3 separate regions of the Sus scrofa genome follow, and regions 1 and 2 are each linked to region 3. The links are chromatin contacts, called in public Hi-C maps. All regions are on one chromosome and are shown on one strand. Each heading gives the region's core, a stretch centred on a gene start, on an enhancer-like site or on the middle of the called end of the contact. The rest is flanking DNA. Distances are from core to core; before and after follow the strand shown. Region 1 overlaps KLF7 (Kruppel like factor 7). Region 2 has its middle 54 kb from the start of CPO. Region 3 has its middle 100 kb from the start of CREB1.

Evidence for each region. Hi-C and Micro-C count contacts between places; a contact is called where the count stands out from the background.
Region 1: a Hi-C map of liver shows a contact between it and region 3, with 6 times the contacts expected there. The contact joins two enhancer-like sites. A contact is called at or near these places in 2 of 47 Hi-C or Micro-C datasets (embryonic fibroblasts and liver) and 1 of 2 datasets of contacts at active chromatin or transcription factors (alveolar macrophages).
Region 2: a contact with region 3 is called in a Hi-C map of embryonic fibroblasts, with 1.8 times the contacts expected there. The contact joins two enhancer-like sites. A contact is called at or near these places in 2 of 47 Hi-C or Micro-C datasets (embryonic fibroblasts and epiblast stem cells) and 1 of 2 datasets of contacts at active chromatin or transcription factors (skeletal muscle).

The regions. Positions count from the first base shown.
Region 1 is chr15:110,292,932-110,296,483 of Sscrofa11.1, forward strand. KLF7 (Kruppel like factor 7) reads right to left here. Exons shown (of 4, transcript NM_001097487.1): 3 at 2,972-3,095. Among named protein-coding and RNA genes, the nearest start is that of KLF7, 84 kb to the right of the region's middle. Within about 2 kb of position 1,965, at least 3 of the 83 cell types and tissues checked have an H3K27ac peak or open chromatin away from gene starts, as enhancers often do. A contact at or near this core is called in liver, where this site is marked.
Region 2 is chr15:110,217,296-110,221,267 of Sscrofa11.1, forward strand. No RefSeq gene overlaps it. Among named protein-coding and RNA genes, the nearest start is that of CPO, 54 kb to the left of the region's middle. Within about 2 kb of position 1,421, at least 11 of the 83 cell types and tissues checked have an H3K27ac peak or open chromatin away from gene starts, as enhancers often do. A contact at or near this core is called in embryonic fibroblasts, where this site is marked.
Region 3 is chr15:110,602,094-110,605,774 of Sscrofa11.1, forward strand. No RefSeq gene overlaps it. Among named protein-coding and RNA genes, the nearest start is that of CREB1, 100 kb to the right of the region's middle. Within about 2 kb of position 1,753, at least 37 of the 83 cell types and tissues checked have an H3K27ac peak or open chromatin away from gene starts, as enhancers often do. A contact at or near this core is called in embryonic fibroblasts and liver, where this site is marked.

The sequences.
Region 1 (3,552 bases), core at 715-3,214, 310 kb before region 3:
CTGCCCTGCTCAGTGCTCATTAAGAAATGGCAGAGCCACCTCACTGCTTTCTTCTCTAGCCCGAACCTAAAGCCAGAGGTCCTAAAACCCAACGTCTTCAGGGGCCAGACAGATCAAGTAAAAGGATGCGATGGGTCAAGTGTAGGAAACACAGCACTTTGAAACCATCTGATTCCACTGCTGACAAGGCACAGAGATGGAGGAATAGCCCTCTCCAGTAGGAGGAGACAACAGTCCGTGGGATGACCCTTGGCAATTGACGCTGCACACCGAGGAGACTGGGGCGGGGGTGGGGGCGCAGCGACACATGAGTGATCACATGGCCACCATGATAGGACGTGATGACTCTCCAGCTCCAGAAAATTATGGCCACATGGGACTGTGAGCCCACTCTTACCAAATCTTCTGATTTTTCCACAAAAAGCCAGGAATAGAGATTTTTGTGACATTTAGCAATTTTAAATGTTAGCAAAACAAACAAAAACTCATGTATTTTTTTGAATCTACCCTATAGGCGAAATGCAAGCATAAGTTAGACTTGGTCCATGCTTTAAGGACCAGAAACCCCAATCCTAGTTTAGCTTCTAAATAGGGTGGTCAGATTGCTCCAATTATACAAGGCAAGAGATAGGTTTCTGCGCTCACATGCACTGTGGTACTATCAGGATTCTGTGTCCTGCAGAGGACTACAGATGCCCTGTTTCTGAAGGTCAAACTCCTCTATGGAACATCAAGTCCCCAGCCACTCCAGGCTTTCCTTTCATTGGCTCTGGGACCACTCCAACTCCCTACGCTGTCTCCCAGACCTGCTTTAATTCTCAGTGCAGTTCCTGCAATTGAAGTATAAGGTGCTACCTGTCAGGAGACACCAGTCAACTCCACTCCCTGGTTTCTGACATTGGTGAAAACACACTGACCCTCAGCCCACACCACAGGACTTTGAGCTACTCACCAGCTTCCCCAAGTACCATGTTACAGAACTTGTGCCATCACCTCAGCAGATTTCTAGCTACAGAAACCCAGGTATATTGTGATGAAGAAAAGAGCACAGAGAACTAGGTAAATTTTCCATCCCTGACATGTCCTTCACTGAAATATCCAATGGGTTTGAAGCATTTCTTCATATAAATCACACCAATGGTCAGACTGAATCCTCATATGTCAAGTGCTAGACAGCTGCATATGGCTTAATAACTCAGGAGACAAGAAGAGAAGAATACTAACTGGTAATTTCCCCCTAAGAATTCTCTGTCTGTTTCCAAGGATAATGGCTGTCCATAATGCTCCATCTCCAGGGAAGAACCTCACCACCCTTCAGGACAGGGTGCCTCATCTGTACCTACTACCACCATTATTTGGGTAACTGATAAAGGATTCCTCTGCATCCCCCTTAATATAATAATGTTCTTTCTCCAAGCTGTGGACCAAGAGTGACCATCTATGTCCCTTCTCTATTAGTAGCCAGGGTCAGAGAGGAATGCCCTTGAGATGGGAGTTGAGAGAAGATCATCACTGAAATATAATCTATAAAAGAACAACTGCGGATTCACATAAATTCAGGGAGCCCTCAAGGTAATGGGAGAGACATTAAAAAACAGGTTGTTGGGGGGGGCAGGAAGGTTAGCAGAAGGGAGCTCCAAGGGGATGAGAGACAATAGCTTCATGGAGTGTACTTCCTTAGCCCTGGGGTGGGAGGTTATCTTCAGGCTCCAGGAGGCCTGGGGGCTTTATTTAGTTCTTAAAGAATGAAGATAAGAGGAAAATAGCCTCTTCAGGAAGAAGGAAAAAAAAAAAAAAGGAGGAAAAACATGATCGCTCCTTTATAAGCATCTTAAAGGAGCACCAAGCCAACTGGCCACCCATGAGATCTGGCCACTCCTGCCCGACTCTCCAAACAAACAGGCACTACTCCAGAGGAAGGTCTGGCAAGGGAGGTGCCGGCACAAGGATGGGGGAGGCAGGATGCGAAAGCGATCGCATTTCCTCCGACGCAGAGCCAGGCCTCTGCGGACATCCTGCACAGCCCTCCTGCCATCCTGCGAGCGGCTGGCCGAGCCGGGGAACCCTGAGGCTTTCAGGGCTTTTATCGTATTAGAAGCATTTCTCTCATCATAACCGAGACCTTTAGTATTGCATTAAAAAGATGGTTAATTTTCTTAAGCTTCCTTTTAAACACAGAAATAGGATTAGAAGGATAACACGCTCAGATGCAAGCCCATTATTTGATTATGACTAAACCTAATCCTGCCTTCACCTTGGCCTGCAGAGTCTCCATTTTGGGGTTTATTGGTTGATAATGCCAGGGCTGTCAGATACTATTACTTGTGTAGTATCTGTTGCTACGTGCTCTTTCTTCCACTATCAAATGCTGAAGGTTTGAAATTGAATTATAGGATCAGTTCTCAAAGCCTGGCCATCTTTTAGACCTGTGCACCTATTCTCAAAGAAAGGATGGTTCAGGCCCCCAAAGAATGAGAACTCTCTTCAGTAACTGCATTCCTAGCAGCGCTCAAAGGAAAGCCTTGTAACTAACCTTCCCTCTGTTAAGCAGGCTTTCTATGCTCTCATGTTGTTAAGGATGAGAGGAAAAATGGTATTGATGTTAATAAAAAGATCAGAAGCAACAGGTGACCATTCTCTATCCTGCTACTTTTCCTATTATACTAGAATCATGTGTCAGTCATCTCCTTGGAGGTAGGAGCTCTGTCTTACTGATACCCAGTGACTAACATGGTTCTGGTGTTCATGAAATACTTGCGTAACTGAACCAAGCATTCATACCATCTCTGGATTACATGCAAGAAGGCACCCTTATCTCATAGGTGTTTTCAGTGGAGAAGTAAAAGGCATGCCCACACCTGAGTCTCTGGGAGACACACTTGAGATAAACCCAAGAGCACACGACCCGCCCACCCTCCCGCCCACTCTACCATCTCCCTTCCCCATCCCAGGAGCTTCTTAGTTTCTTTACCTGTCGCAGTGGTTGCATTTAAAGGGCTTTGCACCTGTGTGTTTCCTGTAGTGCCTTGTGAGCTCATCGCTTCGTGCAAAACGCCACTCACACCCTTCCCATGAGCACTTATAAGGCTTCTCACCTGCAAGAAGAGATGGAATGACCATGGTCAGCAACAGGAACAAAAGGGCGATACACCTGATCAGGGTCTGCTGCCTATTCTTCAGACTTGGAAAGAACTACATTTCCCAACAGAGCATATCATAGTTTTCTTTTAGTCTCTGGATGTTTTTATTGTTATTATTGCTATTATTATTAACCTTCAAAAGTGGTTTCACAAGATCTTCAAATCTAGAGCCATCATTTCAGTTCCCAGAGCCAGAGCATCTCCTCGGATGGGTGAGGGATCAATTTTTATTTATTTTCTATTCCTTGGAGCACTCTGACCCCCCACACTCCAAGCAGAAAGGAAATGTGCTATTTTCATCTGAACCACAAATGCTTCTAATGCTATTTTTCTCCAGAACCTACAGTAATTTACCATTTTAGCCTTTTTGGTCTTCTCCCTCCTCCTCTTCCCTCCTACCACAAACTGTAGC
Region 2 (3,972 bases), core at 171-2,670, 390 kb before region 3:
TACACACACTAAATCAGCATATCAAAGTTAGGAGAAGCAAAGTTCTGGGAAGGAATTAAACAGGGAGGCTTGGAAAAGATTAAAAACCATTTTCAGCCTTATCGCATGCTGAGAGGAATATCTGAAAAGTCATAAAAGGAGGGGAATAAGTATCTGTGCCGTGGAAAAGTCTGATCAGAGGTCATACTGCAGTCATGGTTTGGTATTTCTGTTGATTCTTTTTTTTTTCTTTTTTTGTCTTTTTAGGGCCACATGCACGGCACATGGAAGTTCCCAGTCTAGGGGTCGAATCGGAGCTATACCTGCTGGCCTATACCACGGCCACAGCAGTGTGGGATCTGAGCTCTGTCTACAACCTACAGCACAGCTCACGGCAATGCTGGATCCTTAACCCACTGAGCAAAGCCAGGGATCGGACTCAAGTCCTCATGGATACTAGTTGGGTTCGTTAACCACTGAGCCATGACGGGAACTCCTTTCTGTTGATTCTTGATTTAACTTTAACCCGTTATAGATCTTTCGTTCTGGTTATTCTTGAATATTTTGAGTGTTGACAGAGCATACTGGACAGAACATGCTCTCACATCTTGAACATTTATCACACGACAACCACTTTACGTAATATAAGGATAACCACGTAATCCTTATATTAGTCTCATAAGGCAGCTATTATTTTTGTTACTTTGCAGATGAGCTAATGAAAGCTTAGAGCAGTCGAGTGGCTGAGCATAGTCATGCAACTAGGGCGCCTACATCTGTCCATGGCTGGACCATATCCCAGCTCTGTCTACTACACAAAGGCTGATGACTCCCTTAAAGTTTATCATGTTCTAGTTGATGGTTTCACATCTAACAGAAAGAACTACTGGAAATGCACAGGTTCTAGGACCTGCCTCTGAACCTGGCAGATATGCGAATTTTGGAAAATCTCTTGACTTCTGCTAACCCATTTTCTTCATTTACGACAATGGGACACTGCACTACATGTAAAGGAGATCAAGCCCCATGTCAAAGTACTGAAACAGTGAGGGGCTACTTGGCAGTGGGTCTTCCTTGGGACCCTCACCATTGCAATTTCTCTGCTTCTTGGCACTCATCGTCAGAGAAGGAACCAGTAAAAGAAAACAATATCCTCTGTTTCCTTTCACTTCGCAGCTATCAGGAGACAGCTTGGAAATGTCTATGAAAGTCTGGGTGGCGATAGAAGGGGAAAAGTTAGCTCTATTTTTAATAACTTGGTATTTTGGCTCTTGATTGAATCATCACTGTTCTTCCCCTGCCAGCTCCTTCTTTGCATATACAGGGCTCTCCCTCTGCTCCTGCAGCCAGAAGATGGAGCCGAGTCCCCTTCGGAGCCGACCCTTCAGTCCTGCGGAGCAGAGGCACTGTTTGTTGATACTGTGCAGAGAGCACCACACTGGGGAGCCACAAGGCCTGGGTGCTGGCTTCTACTGTGCCAGGGAGCTGGCTTCTACTGTTCCTTAGTAGCCAGGGAGTCAGTCCTCATCTCTGAACCTCAGTTTCCCGGTCTGTAAAATAAGAGGTCTGGAGAGAAATATCTCCCTGGGGCCTTCCCAATATCACGTTTCATGACTCTGCATGAGAAGAATGCAGGATTTGCCCTCAGGATTTACCTGGTTTCCTCAGCCAAGGCTTTCTAGACCTTTTGGCCCTGAGAACGCTAAAAGATGTTTTCTTTATCCCTCTGTCCCCGCTGCTTTCTGAGCCATGAGGTCAATGCAAGGGGATGAGCTGTAAAGTCAGTGTGGAGCGTGATGGGTGGAATTCACTTCCTACGTGATTTGCACATTTCATTGTGACCTTTTGTGGTTCGCTCTGGAGTTTTGCTGACTTCTACACAAAAGAGGCATGCACTTTAAGGGGTTCCTTTTGCACAGTGAGTACTTGAATATAACGCTAGGTATGAAAGACCCCTCTGGATTGTGCAAACCAGGGGCTTGCTAGAGTGGTGGGTGGGGAATCTGCACTGCAGGAGGGGCTTGGGTGCACTTGCTGGTAACCACTACACACGGGGGGTCAAAGGGCACAACCTGGTGGGCACCTGGTTCAGAGGTTTCACTTTCAATTCAGAGATTTCAAATTCCAGCATCCCCACTTACTTGCCATTTGATCTCAGGCAAGGTATTTAAAACCTCTCTGTGCCTCACTTTCTCATCTGCAGGAAGAAGAGAACATTCCTTCCTACCTCACGAGATTGTTGTTGAAGATAAAATTTCATCTTTCATAGAAAATGCTTAGCAGAGTTCCTAGTACACAGTAAGTATCCAAAACAAGTTGGTTAATATGATTATCCCTCAAAACACATACACACAATAAATTCAAGAAAAACGATGTTTTGATTATAAAACACAAAGACCATTTCCCTATTGCATAAGCAAAACAATTATGGTTTTTCATTTCTTTGAGTTTCAAGCAAAACTATGGGTATAAAATTCAGAGCAGGGCCAAATTGAATTTCCAGGAAAGTAATATCTGAGAAGCTTTTAAGCAAGAGAGAGGTTTGCTGGCTGAAAGGCATAAACACATCTTAATCTTGGAATCAGAATGGGTGCAGACAGTATGGCTGGCCCCTGACCGCTTATTGATGAACTTCCACCTGCATGAAGACCAGGGTACACTGGCCAAATTGAACGTCACTCCATGCTTCTGCTCCCTGTCCCTTTATTTCTTTTCTCTAATGGGAGATTTACATCCCCAGAAGGAGCTTGGGAAAACTGGGTGATTCATGGAATAAAGATTTCATGGAGAATGTGGCAGTGATGGGGGTGGATCACACTGGATATCGTGGGCACGCTACTTATGTGTAAGATTATCTGCCCACATGCCAGGATCACATATATAAATAGCTACAGGGATCAGGCAGACAACATAACTGAGTGAAATGGTACTGGCTGGAGACAAAAACACATATCCTCTCCAGAGAAGGCAAGCACGACTCTGTGCCAAGCTATTGTTGCTCTGCTCATTTAGTGCTTCCAGATCTATTTTATTTTATTTTACTTTATTGGCCACACCATGAGGAAGTTCCCTGACCTGGGGTCCAACCCATGCCACAGCAGTGACAACGCTGGATTCTTAACCCGCTGAGCCACCCCAGATCTTCATTTTTATTTTTATTTTTATTTTTTGGTCTTTTGAGGGCCACACTGCAGCATTTGGAGTTTAGGCTAGGGGTCAAATCGGAGCTGTAGCTGCTGGCCTATACCACAGCCACAGCAACGCGGGATCTGAGCCGCGTCTGCAACCTACACCACAGCTCACGGCAACGCCGGATCCTTAACCCACTGAGAGAGGCCAGGGATTGAACCCACAACCTCATGGCTCCTAGTCGGATTTGTTTCCGCTGCACCACAACAGGAACTCCATAGATCTTCATTTTTAAAAAGAAGTAGAAACAGTGGATTTTTATGTTAGTCTTCTAAAATTTTTCATTACTGGCAATTAATGAAAATATTTAAAAGGCCATCAGAAACAAGGGCTTAGCCACACTGGAATACCCAGTGGTAATCAGAGCTCAGAATCTGCAGATGGTGGGTGTATATGTGTGTGTATGAGGGAAGGGGCCAGTGAGAAAGACTTCAGTTGCTACTGCATTGTTTCCATCAGACACATTTGTAGTTAGTCATAAAATCTTTTCTTTCTTTCTTTTTTTTTTTTTTTTTTTGGTCTTTTTGTCTTTTCTAGGGCCGCTTCCTTGGCATATGGAGGTTCCCAGGCTAGGGGTCTAATTGGAGCTGTAGCCGCCAACTTATGCCAGAGCCACAGCAACACCAGATCCAAGCCACGTCTGTGACCTACACCACAGCTCAAGGCAACACCAGATCCTTAACCCACTGAGCGAGGCCAGAGATCAAACCTGCAACCTCATGGTTCCTAGTCGGATTCGTTAACCACTAAGCCACGATGGCAGCTCCATAAAATCTTCACTTAAGGCTATAAACAACTTTCAAA
Region 3 (3,681 bases), core at 503-3,002:
TGTTTATTTGTTTGTCTTGTTTTTTTGGCTGCCCCTACCCACATGCCTAAGTTCCTCGGCCAGGAATCAAACCCAGCCACAGCAGTGACACTCCTGGATTCTTAACTGCCAGGACATCAGGAAACTCCAAGGAGTTAATGGTTTTTAAGGCGGCTCCTAGAAAAAAAGTCAAGACCTTGGCAGACAAATCCAAACAGTCAGGGGATAATCAGGAAAAGAATAAAAGGCTGTTCAAGGGTTCAAAGGTCCAAAAAGGAACCGTGTGATGTGGGAGCTGCAAGAATAGAGCACAAGGCTCTTTAGAGAAGGGTCAGAAGACTGCTAAAGGCCTGGTAGGCCAGGGTAAGACCATTAGGGGAGGGAAGAAGCACAGATAGATGATCTTCGACCTGCTCTGTAGAAAAAGAGCATCCATGCAGTGAGGACACCATTTTTGCCTTTAGTCTATCAGAGTTAATGGGATAGTAACCATGCTGTCCCGGTCATAGCATCTTCCTCTCTAGGACTCTAGTGCTTGCCCTTGCCCCTGTTTGGCATATATGTCAACATCGTATTTATTTGAATATGTTACCCCTTCTGGTCTGTCAGCATGCTCTATTCTTTTCTTGGATCCTCAGTGTTTAGCATAGTGTTAGGCATAAAGTAAGGGGCTAGTCAATATTTGTTGAATGAATGAATAAAAGGTGGCATTGGAAAACACTTAGAGATTGGAGCCATCCTTCTCTCCTACTTCCCTCACCTTGCTAACTCAGACTCAGGTTTCAGTCTTTGGCTTCAGCATCACTTCCTTAAGATGTCTTCCTAAGATGTGTTCCTTGACCACTCCAATGGGTCAATGATGCCCACATCCATGCGGAGAAATGTTGGGAGTAGGATATGATTGACAGGAAAAAAAAAAAAAAAAAAATGTTGAAAAGGAGAATAGGAGAATATGATTTGCACAAGATAATGTACAGGCTGCTGAACACACACACACGCACACACACTCTCTCTCTCTCAGTGTTTTAAAGTCTTAATACTTGCTAAGACCCTGGTCAGTGCTATCTGGAAGAGTCAATTAATTATCTGGCTTACAGTTTAACAGGAAATAGTTTATCCAATTAACTCTAGCTTCATAGTCCTCAGTTAAAATCAGGACACCAGGAAAGTCCATTTGACTGGGAGTGTGGATAAAGGGTACTGGGGAGGCGGGGAGCAACAGGGCAGCAGGAGAGACACTGGGGGAGGAGTGTAGTGGAGGGACAGAGGAGGAAGCAAAGAGGGCCCCAAGAATGGGGACCCAGCAGAGGAAGGACGTAAGAGCCGCTGAGAACTATCCAATGGCACAGAGCTTCCAGATCTACATGTAGAAAATTCCAGAGATGGCCAGTGGCCTGACAAAATAAAACCGCAGAGGAATTTCCTGTCTGGATCTGGTCTTTTCGGCTTCATCAGGAAGTAGCATCTTATTTTCATATCATCACGTTTCTGCCATCTGCATTGCCCTGCCACTCCTTTAAAGCAGTCCTACCCCCCACGGAAGTCTCTGGCCTTCCCACACGGCGGTCTGCAAATACCGAGAGCCCCACTCAATCAGGGCAGCACTGCCATCCATATTTAGGGATTTTAATCTTTCCACATAAATCACTTCCTCCAGCTCCTTAATCATGTGTGACAACTTGCAGTGACTGCATCTCATTCTCTGATTTCCCTGAAAGGTCTTGCAAGCTAAGCAGGGTTAAGCTGAGTCAGTAACTTAGATGGGAGATGCAAGAACCACACAGGAAATGCACAAAATGAGTCAACAGGCAGCACATGTCTCTGTGAACGTCAGCCTCTCACTGTCTGGAAGAGTGGCTCCCAGGGTCCAGAAGCCCTCTGTTTTCTGAATTAGGGGGCCAGCCAGCATCACAACACATTCTCCTCACCTGTAGAAACTGGAAGCTGGACTGGGACCCCAGAAAGCCCTTTCACCTTTGCTGTACTCTATGCTTATGCCCCCAACTTCCTTCAAGAGGCAGACGGTCCTAACCAGAGTAATAGCAGAACCAATGGAATTGGTATGGCAGGAGGACTTTGAACCAAACTAGAAAGAATTCTGGACTTTATCAAGAGTCCCAGGCCACAGCTGTGGGAATGCAGCTGGGTTCCAGGCTTTTATTATCCTGACTTGAATACAACTATAGCCCCATGCTTCCTTACCTATTAAACAAAGCCGCTTGGTGATAACACACGCTTCCTTTGCTTCTGAATGTAACGTTAGATCATGTAATTCTGTGTATTAGCTTGATCTATAGTGAAAAGTGGGGAGAGCCATTAGAAGGCCATTGATCTACTGACACAGGACAAGAGAGAGGTCTCAGAGTATCAATTCTTATAGTAATAAGTAACTTTTACCTGAGTGCTTAATCATAAGAGGCACTCTTCTAAGCATTTTATTTATAATAACTTATCTTAAACTTCTCAACAACCCTACTGAGAGATGAGAAATTGAGACGCAGAGAGGTTAAGAAACTTGCCCAAGGTTACACAGAGAGCAAGAGGCAATGCTAGGATCTGAACACAACTAGTATGATCCCAGACTCCATGGTCATGATTCTGCTGTTCTACCTAGACCCTCCAGAACCATTGACGTTTCTGCCTCTTAAAGAAACTTTACATATATATATATGCCGTGGAAGATGATATGCTCTAAAGTAGAAGCAAGAGAACTTCCTGGAAATGTGGGAAGGAAGAGAGGGCAGTGAGCATGATTCAATGGGAGGTGGAGACAAATACTTACTAGTAGATCTCTCAGCCCACTTCAAGGTGGGGAGAACACAGCTGGTTAAAAACTAAAGAACAGGAGTTCCCATTGTGGCTCAGAGGGTTAAGAATCTGACATAGTGCCCATGAGAATGCAGGTTCAATCCCTGGCCTTGATCAGTGGGTTAAGGATCTGACATTGCTGCACGCTGTGGGTAGGGTGCAGATGCAGCTTGGATCGGCATTGCTGTGGCTGTGGTGAAGACCAGCAGCTGCAGCTCTGATTCAATCCCTAGCCTGGAAACCTCCATATGCTGCAAGTGCAGTCATAAAAAAGGAAAGGAAAAACAAAAAAACAAAGAACACTGGGCAGGAGGTAATGTCATTGGCTAGAGGGTGGCTGAAGTGATAATCAAGAATCAGGAATGGTTGAGGGAGAAGTGAAGAAAGTTGGCCTGAAGCACAGTAAAGAGGTCAAGGTCATGAGTTTCCCCCAACACGAATCATCTCACTTTTCTGTACAACCATTTTTAGGCTTCTCGGTCATCTCCAATTTTAAGATGAAGAAGTTTAGTCACAAGAGAATGAAGTAAATTGCTCAAGATCACACAGAGGTAAGTGGCAGGGCCTAAGAAACTGGCACGTGGTCAGACAGCCTGACCCAGAGGCTGAGCTCCCAATCACCAGGTCACCGCCCATGTGCCACCCTGGGAGGAGTAGTGGAGAAAAGAGAAATTCCAGATGCAAGAAACACCAGGAGAAACCGGGGAAGCAGGGCTTGAGGCAGCACAAGGGGAGGGGTCGGTGGGCACACAAATGGGGTGAATCTTAAAAAGGAAGATTGGAGTTTTTCTTCCTCTGAGATAAGGGAAAGAATAGAAATGGTGGGAGCACGCAAGAGTGTACTAGCAAGGCAGAAGAGAAGAGCTCATGTCCCAGAGGTCTCCTTTTCTCGGC